Regions from separate parts of the Mus musculus genome. Here region 1 is linked to region 2. The links are chromatin contacts, called in public ChIA-PET maps. All regions are on one chromosome and are shown on one strand. The core of a region is the stretch at or near the end of the contact, and the rest is flanking DNA. Distances in the headings are between cores, read along the strand shown.

Region 1 (3,348 bases), core at 212-2,711, 290 kb after region 2:
TGGGCACTTTCTCTCACCAGAGGATACCACACTGCTTCTCTCCCTTGTACTGCACGGTACACTTCTGCCAATTGCATCAGGACCACTTACCAACTTCAGTCCTGGTGCTTTAAGACAGGCAGTGTTGCTAAAGCTGGCTCCAAACTGCTGGCGAAATAATCCTTCCACCTCAGCCCCTGAGTGGCTATGATTACCAACACTAGAGTTGGTTCCAACCTGAAATCTGAAGTCTGTTTCCTTAGAAAAGAGGAAGCCTTGCCCACATGTTACAGGGTTACATGTGAAGTTTAATTAGAAACATACGGCTGATATATATACTTTACCAGCTTAACCATATGGAACGATAGCTCACGTCAATACCACTAAACTCACAGTACACATGAAAGAGATACCTGCTTTCAAGACCATCTGAAAACGTCCGATCAACATGCTCGCTCTTGCTGCTCTGAGGGTCCGGCTTCTTCAGTGGCATCTTCTGTCTCAGAAGGTCCCCTGCAGCCCTGCCCTCAGGCACAACTTTGCTGGCAGACAGAGGTGTTCCAAATCTTTGAGAACGACGTTCAGAAGACAGGACTGGAAATAAGAAGAACAAGCCCCATAGCAAGTCTTTCCGGCCAGTCTCTGTTCAGAGAGGAGGCACAGAGCCTGCTCTTGTCAACATCTGTTACTGTCCAGTACCAGGGGCTTTGTGGGACAAGAGGATCGTCACGTTAGCCCGTGCTTAGCTTTCATATGCCATGCCTATGATGCAAAAGGCTGCCGAGAGGCTCAGTTGTTAAGGACACTGGCTGTTCTCCCGGAGGAGCCAGGTTTGGTTCCCAGCACCTAGTGATATTTCACGACAGCTCTAACTCCAGGTCCCGGGGATCTGATATTCTCCTCTGACTTCCACAGGCATCAGGCACACACGTGGTGTGGACAAAGTGTAGGTAAAGGTACATAAAATCAAACTAAAACTTAGAAAGAAAGACGAAGAGGTGCACCTCTACAGGAAGAATGTTTTAGAAGGTATAATGTAAATTAGCAAGTGGGCTATCCCTAGCTAACGCAGGCAACAAGTGCTTGGGTCAAGAGCGTTGACTCAGAGGAGTGGCGGCGCACACCTTTATCTCAGCACTTAGGAAGAGGTAAGAGATCTCTGTGAGTTTGACGCCAGCCTGGTCTATATAGTGACCAGCAAGGGCCACACAGAGAAACCCCGAGTCAAAAGAGAGTCTTTCCTGGTAAGTTGAGACATCAGCTGTATCCTGCTGTAGATGGTTACCAAACACCGCTGAAACATAGGCTAGTCATGGGAACAGGGGAACAAGAAAGCATTACAGATAAACTGCTGAGATACTCGGCTTCCTCCAACATGGCACTTGAGCAGCTGCTGCCAGAACCACAGTCCTAGCAGGAGGTAAGAGAATGACCTCACGTGGGTAGCGTACAGGAGACTGTTGAATACAGGGATGCGCAGTGGGGGCTGGTGGCACAAGCCCGACACCACATCCTCTCCAGAGGCTCAGACAGCAAGCTACAGGCCTGTGTGAGTCCAAGGACAGCCTGGGAAACTTAGCCAAGCCTTGTCTAAAAAGAGAGGATTTCAGAAAAGGAGGCTATGTCTGGAGGGACAAGTGCTTGCTAACCATATGTCAAGCTGAGTTTGCCCCCAAGGATCTCAAACACAGCAGCACAGATGACTCCCTCAACCCCCGTGCAGAAGGGCATGGCTGAGGGAAGTGTGATGGCTCAGGTCTGCTTCCTCTGCATTGTACCCCTAGCCCAGCTTGTCTCGGAACCTCACAGACAGACTGGCACTGCATGGCAGAGACAGCTATGGCATCACTTGGAGAACAGGCACAAGCCCGCACTCGTCTCAATATTTGATGTGCACGCAGGCTTGCCAGCACAGAACCCACTTCTAGCCATCAGCGTGTGGGCTCTTTCATGGGAAAGTCACTCTCCACCATTCACTCCAGCCCCCAGTTGGCCCAAACACCGCTCTTCAGTCTCAGCAAAGCTACAAACCTGAGAATGACTTCACTGGGCTCTCGATTCTGAAAAACCCAGCATCAAACACTATTTTGTCAACTTCCTTTGTGTTCTCCGGAGCTGCTGCGTGGGCCTGCACTTCCTGCTGTGGCCTGCCTTTCATTGCATTCTTTATGGCTGCAAGGCGACTCCTAGCTGCCGCTCGTCCGTCGTCATCCTGCTTTGCTTTGCTTGTTCTACCGGGCACAATTTTTTTCTGCAAGGAGAAATAGTAATTAAAGGTATGTTCATTACCACCTTCTCCTGTTCCTGTGGTACTGAGGACTGACCCCAGAGCCCTCCCTGTGCATACCAGGAAATCGTTCTTCCACTGAAGTTAAGTCCGTAGCCCTTTTAACTTTTATTCTGAGACAGGGTCTCACTATGTTGTCCCCCATGGCTTGAATGCACACCTGTTTCAGCTCAGGACCAGCTGATATTAAGGGGACATCATCCCACCGACTGAGCACCACCTTGTGGCGTCTGATGGTGTGGATGAAAACGACCCCCATAGGCTCATGCGTGGGAATGGCTGGTCCCCAGTCAGAACTGTTAAGGCAGAATTAGAGGTGGCCCTGCTGAAGTAGGTATGCCCTTGTTGGAGGAGGTGGGGATGGGGGCTGGTGGATGAGGTTTCATAAAGTTCTCTCCAAACAACCAAACAATGTAGAAGGAGAGACATCTGGTGGTCACAGGCAGAATTACAATTCTTATATGATAGAGACACTGATAAATTACTTTGAGAGCTAAACACACAATTAAGAAATACCCACAGTATGTCAGGAGCAAGTCTGTAATCCCAGCATCCTGGAAGCTGAGGCAGGAGGATTCTGCTAAGCCTGTCCCTGCGCCCCCAGCATAGCTGTAGCCATTTTGTTCCATGCCCACCAGCTATTTCATATTGTTGCCTGCCAGTCATTGACACAGAAAATACCAGACCCAGACTGGGGGGCATGCTTCCCACAGAACCTGTCATGGTGCTGAATGTTATAAGGCTTGCTAATCTTAGATCCCACAGCTGTAAGCTTCACAAAGGACCCATCAAATCAAAGATCAATATCAACTGTTATGTTTAAAATGGCTTGAGTCAGGGCTGACCACCGGGCAGCCCTTCAGCACCTGCGCATGAACTCACTGTGGTTTCAGCCTCTATAAGCTGGCCCTGAGAAATGTCCAGTGCACAGCTTTGAGCTGTTGCCCTGGTTGATCGGTCTCAGGGTATGTGTTCAATAAACCATCCTTGTTTAACTGAGATCAATATTCGCCTGGTTTATGGGGTGACTCCTGGACCCCAACAGATTCTATGTTTGAATTCAGGCTGGGATATTTAGTAAG
Region 2 (3,523 bases), core at 383-2,882:
AAAAGTGACATTTAAAACCAGACCATGCAAATGACCTTGCCTATGGTTATTTTTTTTTTCAAGTTAATGAAGTGCACACAGATTCTAAAGGCCTTAATAAAAATCCACACAACTGTGTTTGCCTGTCAAGATTACAGGTGGACAACCGAGCCGAGCCTTGGATGCTACAACAGAGATTTCGAAGTCCTTTTACAGTGCAGGGCCAAGGACACCTTAAGAAGGTTGAGCTTTTAGTGATCATGGACGACTTGGATCATCACCCCAATCAGCACTTTATAACAACACCAGAAACAAAAGATGCAGGACACTCCTTGGGTGACCCAGTCTTGAAGATGCAAATTCACGTGCAGAAAGAGGCAGCATGTTTAATTTTTATATGTAGATAGATAGACTTTTTTTTTTTAACCAAGTGCCATTAACATTCATCCCTCGTGTCCCTTTCCAAGCTCAGTGTTGGGGAAGGAGCTGGGATGGAGGATCCCATGTCAGGCAGAACAGGTTAAAATGTCGAAGGCCAAAGGGAAGGCCAGAGGGTCTGAGGAAGTGTTTGGAGGATGCTGGAAAGGTTAACAGAGAGGAACAATAGGACTCCTCATCCTGTAGGAAAGAGAAGGTGTTTAAGTCCGCTACACGCAACGCACGTACCCATAAGGTCATGGGATATTCAGAAACCAGTTTGTGAACACAATCACACGAGTGCGAATCTTTTAAGAGGAAGAAGACCATAGAGTATATTTGCAAATCTGAATTTCTATTTATTCCTTCATTGAATATAGAAGCAATGGTTATCTGATTATTAGAGATATTATTTTGGATATGTCACTTATTAACTCGCTATGGCTGGTACCCATGATAAAGTCTGTTATTAGTAACAACAGAATTCTTTTTTTAAAAAAAAAAAGAAAAAAAGAAAAGCTTATTTTTCATTGACTGTATAGATTTATCTACTTAGTTGTGGTTTGCTATGTTAGTGTTTTTATTTTTATTTTTTAAGTTGTGTTCTGATGATTTTTAAGAACCTCCCCCCCCCCACCTTGATTTGAGTCCTGTGTTGACTACAGGTATACAGCTCAATTTAAAAATCCTAAAGCAAAGAAATTTTATTTATAAAAAAAAATTTTAAAAAGAGTCGAGCAGTTGCATGCCTGAGGCTGTGAAGTCAGGCCTTGAGCAGTGAGCTGCAGTGCCTTTTTTTGTATTTACCCATTGACCACCCCGCCCCAACACAGCTGTTTTATATTAAATAGTAAAGGTTTGAAACTTTCCGAGTAAAGTCTATTTCACTGCATAGGTTCTCCCCATCTCCACCCCACCCCACCCCCGCCCCCACCCGCACCCCAGGCGCCCTGATTTAAGCAGCATGTCTGCACTGTCTGAGACACAATGCTGGTCTACAATATCATGGGGTGATGTTTTATTGGTGCTTTTTTGTTCATAGTGTTTTCTTACCAGAAAACAGTAGGAAGAAACACAAACTATACAAGACACAACACGACGCTGCTGATGGTTTGTTTTGTGTGTTCCCCACCCCCACCTGCTTTTTGAGTTTCACTTTCTTATTACACAAATCCAGCAAGCAAAGTAGTGGCCGGTGGGTCCCGCCTGCCTGCCTGCCTAGGGCTGCTATTTGCATCAAGCGCCCAGCCTGGGTTGAGCTGAAGGTCTCTTTCTGGTACCCAGGCCGGGAGCCAGCCGCAGCTGGGCCCCACCTCCCATTCTCCCGATGCGACACTGAGGGAAACCAGAGTTTCTTTTGAGGTGTCGCTGGCTGCCTTTTACAGAGTGGGAGTCTTCTCTGGGCCTTCCTTTCCTCTGTGCCTAGTAGCTAGCTAGCGCTGGTGCAAGGTTTGTAGATCTGTGCACCCCAGAGCTGGGATGAGGGCTGAGCGAGGGAGGGGAGGAAAGTGGATTCTGTTGGGCGCCCTTCCTCTCTAGCCTGAGTGGGGAGAACCCAGGGTGCTCAGGTGTGCCTATCATAAACAGAACCTGCAGAAGGATAAGTTGTACACAGAGCTGTGATGATATCTGTGTTGGCTTTGTTTTTCAGTTTGTTTTTCTTTTCTTTTTTTACAACTCATCAGAGATGTTTGCAAAGCGACTTTTTTTTTAATCCTTTATCTTGACTTAAAGGTAAATATGTATCCCTCTGGGAGGAGCAAAAAGAAAGCAGGAGTGTTAGTGATGGCAAACAGGAGACTTCCTCCCTTATTAATATATAACCCTCATGTATTTATGCCTAACGCAAGCTGACTTTCAAAGAGCTTCCTTTCGTTGCATGCCCTGTGCAGGCATCTGTATTGTACATGCATGCCTTTTGTCCTGGTTTCCTGTATAAAGTTAGTGAACAAAGAAATATTTTTGCCTAGTTCATGTTGCCAAGCAATGCATATTTTTTAAATTTGTCATACATGGAAAGAGCATGTTTGTTACATGTGAAAGCTCTACTGATGCAGATACACTAATGTTTGAACATGCTGTTCTTTGCAAGTGTACAGTTTTCAAATGTTGTTATCAGTGACAACACCCTTGTGGTCTAAACTTGCTACAATGTATTTATTATTCATTTCCTCCCACAGAAATAAGAATCATGGCTATATTTCATATGGTTATATTGAGAGTGAAGGGAAATGATTAATACAAGGTTTTGTAACACTGGTGTGTATGCGTGTGTCTTTTCACTCTCTCTCCTCTTTTTGTAAATATGATTAACTATTTAAAAAAAAATGTCTCTTAGAAATCAGCCCTCACTGAAGAACCAACATGAACTCCACCCACGTGACCATACCACGTGACCACACCATGTGACCACACCATGTGATGCCCACCATTAGCTGCCTACTCCTTTCTGAGACAGGTTGGGGAGAGGATGAGCAGAATGAACATGGTTTGATCTGTGCCCAGAATATCCAGTGAATGTTTTGTCCAAGGTAAATGCAAACTACTACATGGTCCATAACTTCCTCCCTCACTTGACTGCCTTTGGCACATCTTGCACCTTTATCATAGCATATAGAAACTGCCACCTTGGAATCTTGGGACTTCCCCTACATGTGGTTTGGACCCCATTCTAACACTTGTAACTCCAATATAATGACATATAATACATGGTAAGCTCTGAGTACTGGGTGGTTAAGAGTATGAGTGGAGAGGCAGACTTTAGATTGACATCTGGCTTCAGCATCCTCTAGCTATGTAATGAGGGCAACACTCTTAACCTCTTGACCTATGATGACTCGACCTTTATGTCTTTGGACCTCCAAGCCAAAGAGAAGTGAAGACAAAACATGAGACAGAGGCTATTCCCACCTGCAACCTTGCAACCACAGAGGTCTCTAAGATAGCCTCACTCGAGACGGGATCAATGAAGTCTTAGTGTTCAGTTGCTGTGAAAAGACACCACAACCACGGCAACTCTTACTAAAGAAAAACATTTAATTGGGGCTGGCTTATGGGTTCAGAGGTTTAGTCCATTACCATCATGGCAGGCAATCTGGCAGCACACAGAGCAGACATGGTGCTGGAG

The links. ChIA-PET counts read pairs in DNA pulled down with a chosen protein or histone mark.
Region 1: an RNA polymerase II ChIA-PET map of memory CD8 T cells shows a contact between it and region 2, with 15 read pairs. The contact joins two enhancer-like sites. A contact is called at or near these places in 11 of 39 promoter capture datasets (the 3T3-L1 cell line, 3T3-L1-derived adipocytes, cranial neural crest and 6 more), 4 of 484 Hi-C or Micro-C datasets (B cells, the C2C12 cell line, embryonic stem cells and 1 more) and 1 of 115 datasets of contacts at active chromatin or transcription factors (memory CD8 T cells).

Annotation. Positions count from the first base shown.
Region 1 is chr14:47,393,745-47,397,092 of GRCm38.p6, forward strand. It overlaps Dlgap5 (DLG associated protein 5), which reads right to left. Exons shown (of 19, transcript NM_144553.2): 14 at 2,011-2,230; 15 at 393-573. Among named protein-coding and RNA genes, the nearest start is that of Lgals3, 22 kb to the left of the region's middle. Within about 2 kb of position 1,462, at least 74 of the 459 cell types and tissues checked have an H3K27ac peak or open chromatin away from gene starts, as enhancers often do. A contact at or near this core is called in memory CD8 T cells, where this site is marked.
Region 2 is chr14:47,103,164-47,106,686 of GRCm38.p6, forward strand. Samd4 (sterile alpha motif domain containing 4) reads left to right here. Exons shown (of 13, transcript NM_001037221.2): 13 at 1-2,654. The region is part of intron 3 of Gm10371 (predicted gene 10371); the gene reads right to left. Among named protein-coding and RNA genes, the nearest start is that of Gm10371, 11 kb to the right of the region's middle. Within about 2 kb of position 1,633, at least 80 of the 459 cell types and tissues checked have an H3K27ac peak or open chromatin away from gene starts, as enhancers often do. A contact at or near this core is called in memory CD8 T cells, where this site is marked.